Regions from separate parts of the Sus scrofa genome. Here region 1 is linked to region 2. A link is a contact called in public Hi-C data. All regions are on one chromosome and are shown on one strand. Each heading gives the region's core, a stretch centred on a gene start, on an enhancer-like site or on the middle of the called end of the contact. The rest is flanking DNA. Distances are from core to core; before and after follow the strand shown. Region 1 overlaps MAGI1 (membrane-associated guanylate kinase, WW and PDZ domain-containing protein 1). Region 2 holds the start of MAGI1 (membrane-associated guanylate kinase, WW and PDZ domain-containing protein 1).

The links. A called contact is a pair of places that touch in the nucleus more often than the background predicts.
Region 1: a contact with region 2 is called in a Hi-C map of liver, with 2.0 times the contacts expected there. The contact joins the enhancer-like site here to the promoter of MAGI1 in region 2. A contact is called at or near these places in 1 of 5 promoter capture datasets (liver) and 6 of 47 Hi-C or Micro-C datasets (liver, retroperitoneal adipose tissue and skeletal muscle).

Annotation. Positions count from the first base shown.
Region 1 is chr13:47,514,098-47,517,664 of Sscrofa11.1, reverse strand. All of the region lies in intron 1 of MAGI1 (membrane-associated guanylate kinase, WW and PDZ domain-containing protein 1), which reads left to right. Among named protein-coding and RNA genes, the nearest start is that of MAGI1, 52 kb to the left of the region's middle. Within about 2 kb of position 2,299, at least 2 of the 83 cell types and tissues checked have an H3K27ac peak or open chromatin away from gene starts, as enhancers often do. A contact at or near this core is called in liver, where this site is marked.
Region 2 is chr13:47,565,950-47,569,883 of Sscrofa11.1, reverse strand. MAGI1 (membrane-associated guanylate kinase, WW and PDZ domain-containing protein 1) reads left to right here and starts at 1,744. Exons shown (of 22, transcript XM_021070801.1): 1 at 1,744-2,678. The coding sequence starts at 2,366.

The sequences.
Region 1 (3,567 bases), core at 1,050-3,549, 53 kb after region 2:
TGTTCACTTTGGCTTAGCATTTACCCCATTCTGTGTTTACCTGCCTCCCAGCTGTGAGCTCTTCTCTCTTTTTCATGAGGTGATAAACTTCTTGAGGGCAAACGGGGAATTGCTTCTCTCTGCTAGGAAGGGTGTGCAGACTAGAGATTAAAAGTTTGGATCTTGTGGAGTTCCCCTTGTGGCTCAGTGGCTTAAGGACCTGACTAATATCCATGAGGATGTAGGTTCAGTGCTTGGCCTCGATCAATGGGTTAAGGATCCAGAGTTGCTTCAAGTTTGCTTTTGGAGTTAGCTTATTTTTATGGCAGCTGATTCTGTATTTCTCCTTGTATAAGTGATGCAAAATTTCCATTTAAAATACATTGAGGAGTTTCTGTTGCAGCTCAGTGGGTTAAAGACCTGATGTTGTCTCTGTGAGGATACAGTATCCAGTCCTCAGTCATTGGATTAAGGATCTGGAGTTGTCACAAATTTTGGCATAGATTGCAGATGTGGCTTGGATCTGGTGTTGCTATGGCTGTGGCTAGGCCAGCAGCTGCAGCCTCGATTCAACCCCTAGCCTGGGAACTTCTGTATGCTGCAGGTGTGGTCCTAAAAAGAAAAAGGAAAAGAAAAAGAAGAAAAAAAGAGCTTGGATCTTGGAATCGAGTGGGATTTTGTTCCTCAGTATTAGCTGTGTTACTTGGAAGAAATTTACTTAACCACCCTAAGAGGTGTGTGTGCACGCACATGTGCATGTGTGGTTTCTAGAGCACGCACACACACACACACACACACACTCCTCATGAACTTTAAAAACTATGTAAGATGGCATAGCAAAGGGTCTGATGAGATAGCATTTGAACTGCCTAACTCACAGGCTTGTGATCAAATTTCATTTGACTTGATTTAAAGAAAAAGAAGCGTCCACGAATGATGTAAAGGCTACAGTAATGAACACATTGTTGGGTTCATTTGACGAGACCCAGAACCGAGCTTGGCACGTAGTTAGTGACCTGCCAGCATTTGTTGAGCGAATGACTAATGTGTGAAGTCTGTTTGGATGCAAGTTCTTCTTGGTTGACAGGTGTTTAGTAAGGGCTTGCTGGTTCTTCTCCTTGCCTGTGGATTCCTACAGCAACTCAGCAGCCTCAAGCTACATCGGTTCTTGTAACACCAACACAGGACCACACCCCGCAAAGAAATAGGCAGAGCTGACAGTTTGAAGCATCAGTGGGGAAACTGACATCAGATGGATTGCCAGTAAAATCAGGTGAAATAAGCAAATTAGTACTTTGTTATGACAACCAGGTCCCTAAGGCCTGATGCAGTGGTTCTCCTTTAAATGGAAGTTCTGTTAGACATTTTATTGGCTGGCAGGAACATTGGGATATAAAAGCTGAAATGACAGCAGGACTCATGGAAAGAGAAGGGACTGTGTGAGAACCTGATCAGCCCTGGGCTTTTCCTTCCCATGTCCTTGTGTTGGACCTGGAAGGTGTTGGTGTTGTCTAGGGCTTCACTTCTTAAAATGTGGTCTGTGGACTGAGTGGCAGCTTCAGCATTTCCTGACAGCTTATTATAGACAGAATCTCAGTCCTCTTACCAGGCCTGTTAGATGAGAATCTCTGTTTGAACAGGATTCCCAGGTGATGCTGAAGCCTGTTAAACCTATGTTGGAAGGGGAATTGGAAAGTTTTGGTTAGATGGGCCTGGAATTGAACGGAAGGCCAAGCGGTAAATATTAAAGTAAAAGTGCTATTTAGAGGCAGACACAATTACTCCACAATTAACCTTGGTCACAGAGCAGTTCACTGTTTCTGGCTTGGTATAAACTGCGTTGTCTGCGTGTTTTTGTTACAGAGAATGAAGGCTGTCACTCAGGGACCTTGGGAAAAAGAGCAGATACTTGTCCTAAATTATATGGCCTGGATGGTCTGTGTCAGGACATTGGTGAGGTACCGTTTCCTTAACTGTGTTACTGGCTGTTTTCTTCAAGCAAGGGAAAGAGAACTAACATTTATGAAGTGCCCATTGTACATCAGTTAGTTTACGAGCCACCTTCTGTGCATTGTTTCATTTAATCCTCTTAAAACCTCAGGAGGATGCGAAGGTTTGGAGAGAATAATTAACTTGCCCATGTTCAGACTCCATGTTTCTCTGGCACCTGAAACCCTTCTATGCCATCATCCTGCACACGTCTTTCTCTTGGCATTGGGGTTTATTTTGGAAAACTGATATTAACGTGCAATATAGGGGAGATGGTAAGCAAGAAAAGAGTCTACATCAGCCCACGTATTTGATCAGTCAGAGCAAAGTCTGAAAGGTTGTAGTGTTGGTAAATGTTTGAATTTCATTGCATCAGAAGCAGGCCAAGAGGCAGTCTGCTAGTATGAGCTCATCCATGCTATTTTTTTGGTTTCCTGGGAATAAGAAAAAGTGATGTCTTAGTTCTGAATTTCCAACACCTACGTTTCATAAATACACTGAGGCTGTAGAGAAACACTTAGAATACCGTTGAAGAAGAACAGGAAAACACAGATCTGAAGTAGTCCTCACATGTGAATCACTTGGAACCACCTTCACAATTTTTTCCCCTGTTCACCCATTATTGTTGTACTCTTGACCTGTTTTTTTGTAACCGATTTGCTTTTAAAGAATTAGATGTATTTTAAGAGCAAACTCTGTGTCATAGCTCTAAGTAGAAACGTGCATAAATAGAAGCTTCTGAGCCTGAGTCCTGTTGTCCATTCATCATTGAGTGCAATTCACCTGTGTTAAATGGGAATTAAAAAACTCTATAATTCCAAACTGTGGCCTTTTGAAATCCAAAATTGGAAGAGTTAAAAGAGAATGAGGAGTTCCCCTTGTGGCCAGTGGTTAACGAATCCGACTAGGAACCATGAGGTTGCCGGTTTGATCCCTGGCCTTGCTCAATGGGTTAGTGATCCGGCGTTGCAGATGTGGCTCAGATCCCACATTGCTGTGGCTGTGGTGTGGGCCAGCAGCTGTAGCTCTGATTTGACCCCTAGCCTGGGAACCTCCATATGCTGCAGGAGTGGCTCAAGAAAAGGCAAAAGACAAAAAAAAAAAAAAAAGAAAGAAAAGAGTGAGACAGGAGTTCCGTCGTGGCTCACCAGTTAACGAATCTGACTAGCATCCATGAGGACACAGATTCCATCCCCGGCATCGCTCAGTGGGTTAAGGATCTGACATCCTTGTGAGCTGTGGTGTAGGTCGAAGACGTGGCTCAGACCCTGCATTTCTGTGGCTGTGGTGTAGGCTGGCAGCTGTACCTCCGATTTGACCCTAGCCTGGGAACTTCCATATGCCACAGGTGTGGCCCTAAAAAAAAAAAAGCAAAAAAAAAAAAAAAAAAAAAAAAAAAGAGAGAATGAGACAGGAAATAGTTTTCTCACAATGTGATTCACTCTGTATGTTTCTGTCTCTATACCATGACTCTTCTGCCCATTGGCAGATATGCGTGAGGATAAGTAAGATTTTGTGGTTGGGATTCTCTTTCTGGCCCGAGTAGTCTAGTTGATGACTTGTGGACTTGAGGAGCATTATGCTCTACTGAGTTCATGT
Region 2 (3,934 bases), core at 495-2,994:
ATAGATTGCTTCCAAGAAAAGAGGCTGAAGATGAAATTTTCTTCACCAAGAAGAGCCATGGAAAATTGGTCACTTCCTTCTTTTACAAATACTACAAAGCAACGGGATTTTTCATTTCTGGATATCCCAAGAGAGAAGCATCAACATTCCTCTCTTATTTTTATTAGCTGAGAATAGCACCCTACAATCAGAGCTTTAAAGTGTTTCCATGTATGCCTGTATATTTTAAGTTTCGTAAAGGCGAGGAGGGATTATTGGTATCATCTAATTTGAAATCCCAAATGATTCCTAATTTTCTTTCCAAATACTATACTACTACTACACCAAATTTTTATCGTATGCAAGCTCTTCTCCCTCATAATACACCCAAGAACCTAGTGAGGTATTGCTATATGTACTTAATAAGGGAGAAACTAAGGCACTGAGGGGTCCCCGTGCTTGATCAAGGTCACAGAGACTGGACTGGTGGGGATCTAAACCCCAGAGAAAGGCTCTCAACCGTGACCGCTGTGGCACTCCCTCCTTTCTGAGTCCCTTACACTCCCCTTCCTTATTTAGCACTTGCAATCTTTCCTGGGACCAAAGATGAATAAACAAGTTATAAATCACAGAAGAAAAGAAAATGCTTGGGAGACTATCGCTCAGGCCGATTGGGGAGTATTTAGGGAGGGCAGCCTTGATGGTGCAGGCTATTCTTTCAGTCCGCAGCCCTGAAGCACATTCCCAAACCTGGCAGGAACTGAAGCTGGCTCACCCCCACGCCCCCGGGCGGCGCCGAAGGCAGCCCCAAGCCCGGGGCTGAGAATTCCAATAGGTGTCTGCCGCGCCCCCGCTCCCGCGGGCTCCAGGACGCGGGTGCAGATCCCAGATCTGGGGGTGATTCTTATCTCCTAGCCCCGGGCGGGTCCGAAGGCTGCCCAGCTCAGTCGGGAATTTGATCCTGGGACCAATGCCTGGCTCCAGAAATCTCTGCCCACAAGGGAGTTAAAAAGTTAGACCTCTTTTCACTTGAAGACCCGAATCCCCTCTTGCCTTTGGCTTCTTTCCCTGGTCTAGTTTTCCCACGTCCAAAAAAGTTGGTCTCAAAGTTTGAGTGCGTGTGTGTGGTGTGTGTGTGTGTGTGAGCGTGTGACGCTCATAGGGATCCCAGTTGGGGAATCCAAGAGTCCCCTTCCCCAGGGTCGCAGAGACAGGGGCAAGTCTAGTTCCACGACCCAAACCCAAGGGCGCAGTGCAGGCGGGGAGAAGGGGGGGGGCCGACGCACGCCTTTGGGTTTGGTTCAGGGTTTTAGATTGAAATGTGGCGGGGGTCGGGGTGGGGGTTGCAAGGCAGGCGCCCGGGGCTGGGTGACCAACAGCGTGGCCAGCCACTGGCTGAAGGCGGTGGTGAGGCTTAGGCCGTCGTGAGCGCGTGCTTGTGTGCGTGAGTGTGAGCGCGAGTGGTGAGCCTACCCAACCCCCACCTGTTTTAAATGATTTTAAAATGCCAAAACCAAACTGGCCTATGTTTTCAAAAGTTTCAAACAGTTGGAGTAATACACGTGCGCTTCCCCCAAACTCCCGAAAGAAATTGCTGAGCCCAGGGAACTGAAAGAAAAGGAGGAATCAGAGGTGTGTGGTAAGGAGGGTAAATTGCTTGCTCCTGGCGGATCGGTTTTAGGACCCAACGGGAAGCACTTTGGAATCTCTCCCTTCGGGAAGGCGGGGTGGGGCGGGCCGGCTGGCTGGAGGCCGCGGTGCGCATGCGCGCGCGTCTCCTTTCGCCGGCCGCTGCGCTCGGCGGCGCGGAATAGAATGAACTGTAACAAAACAAGCAGAGCCTTTGTATCTGCTTAAAGGGGCCGCTGGCACTTCCCCCCTGTCCCCCAACCCCCGCTTCGCTACCGCGTCTCCTGGGCTCCCAGCAACTGGCTGGAAGGGCTTCCCTCACGCTCAGGAACAACCCGCCAACGAGAAAAGGCGAGCCAGGCGGGCGGCAAAGAGGAGACACCGCATTTCTAAGAGGCGAGAAAGAAAGGAAGGAAGGAAAAAAAATAACCCAAGCGGCGCAGAGTGGACTCTGGTCCGGGAGAGCACGGTCAGGCGCCGGAACGTGGACGGAGAAGCACCGGAATGCAAACAAAGCTCGCGGGCGCCTGTGCAGGGCTCGCGGGGAAGCCCAGAAAGTTTGTTTTATGATGGCTTGAGTGCGCGAGTGTGTGCGGCGAGCGAGGCTGCCAAGTTTCTCTCTCCCGTTGCGTTTTTTGGGGGGAGATGTCTCTCCCATGAACCAGCGAGGGCCTGGGGGGGGGGCTTGTGCTGCGGAGGGACACCTGTCTCTCACTTATTATTTTTTTTGTGGGGGGGAAGAGGGGTGTAACTCATCATGTCAAAAGTGATCCAGAAGAAGAATCACTGGACTAGCAAGGTTCACGAATGCACCGTGAAGCGGGGACCCCAGGGCGAGCTGGGGGTGACCGTGCTGGGGGGCGCGGAGAATGGAGAGTTTCCTTATGTCGGAGCGGTGGCGGCGGCCGAGGCGTCGGGGCTTCCTGGCGGCGGCGAGGGCCCGCGGCTGGGCGAGGGGGAGCTGCTTCTGGAGGTCCAGGGGATCCGGGTGTCCGGCTTGCCCCGCTATGACGTACTGGGAGTCATCGACAGCTTCAAGGAGGCGGTCACCTTCAAAGCCGTCAGACAAGGTAAGACGGGACGCGCCTCCGGAAGGCGCCCCCAGAAAAGGGGAGCGGCCTGTGGAGACTCCCTCCCCCCATCCCCAATTTCCCGCTTTTCTCCGGCAAACCCGGCTTAGAGGGGAAGTTGAGGCCAAGCGCCTTGAGTTGGTGAAATACACAAAGTTGTTGAGAGATTGTAGGTTGTTTGCCCACCTGAGTAGGGAAGAGGGGCTTAGGTTTGCGCGGGGAAGCGCGGAGATTTTTTTCGCAGGTCGGGTTTGCCAACCTGTTATCTCAGCCACCAAGTGCGGCGCAGCTTCTCCCGCATCTGGAGGAGAGTTGGGGAACTGAAGCCGGGGCTAGGGGACGTTCTTCTGGCTCCCTGGGGGGTCGTTACCGCTGGCGCAGCTGCTGCGTTCTTTGGCCGCTTGTCTGTTTCCACCTGGAGAATGGGTACGAAGGAGGGAAGGGTCTTTGCTTATTGGACGTCCCCCATCAGAAAATAACCTTCACCCCGCAGCAGCCCAGGTGGGTTGAGGCATCACTGCCTAGGTCCCAAAGCCCGCTGCCGGAAGATCCTGCATTCACTCCACAGCTGGATGACGCATGTGTCTCCTCCGTGCTGCCGGGCCGCAGGCTTGTGGGTGGCGGTGGGGGAAGAGAGTGGAGGGGGTATTTCAGCGCCAGTCAAGCCCAAGTTTATACTGCCACCAACATCATCCCTGTGATGATGTTGATAGTTGCTCTTTCGTTCCAGTCTCTTTGTACAGTGCTTTCCTTGCACTGCCTTATTCTGATTCACAACAATTCTGAGAGCGAGTTGTTCTCATAAACCCCATATTATAAGGAAGCTGGGGCTGGAGTTGGTTCAGTTACTTGCCCAAGGTCACAAAGGAGTGAGGGTTTGAGCCCTTGCTGCAGAGCTTTAAGCCCTGATGAGGAAGAGGTTGGGGGATGACCCAGGGAATGTGTTTGAGAGGAGGGAGGAGGAGCAAATTCATCTCTCTCGGAAGCCTGGAGAGGAGTGATGACCTTTCTGATGGCTGCTGGTGGTGGGAGTCCCTTACGACTTAGCTTGGTGCAGGCTAGGGACTGTCTGATATAATCCGGTGCAGAAGGACTGGATTCCCTTAAAGGGGTCCCTTTTACCGATGATGCAGCTTCTCCCCCATGAAAGCACCAGAGTGAGCCTTGGTGAAAAGTTCCCATATGTGCCTGTAGGCCTGGAAGGGCAAGCAGCAGCTGGAGGAATGTGTCAGAGGAAAGGAGGGCTGGGCTGAGCT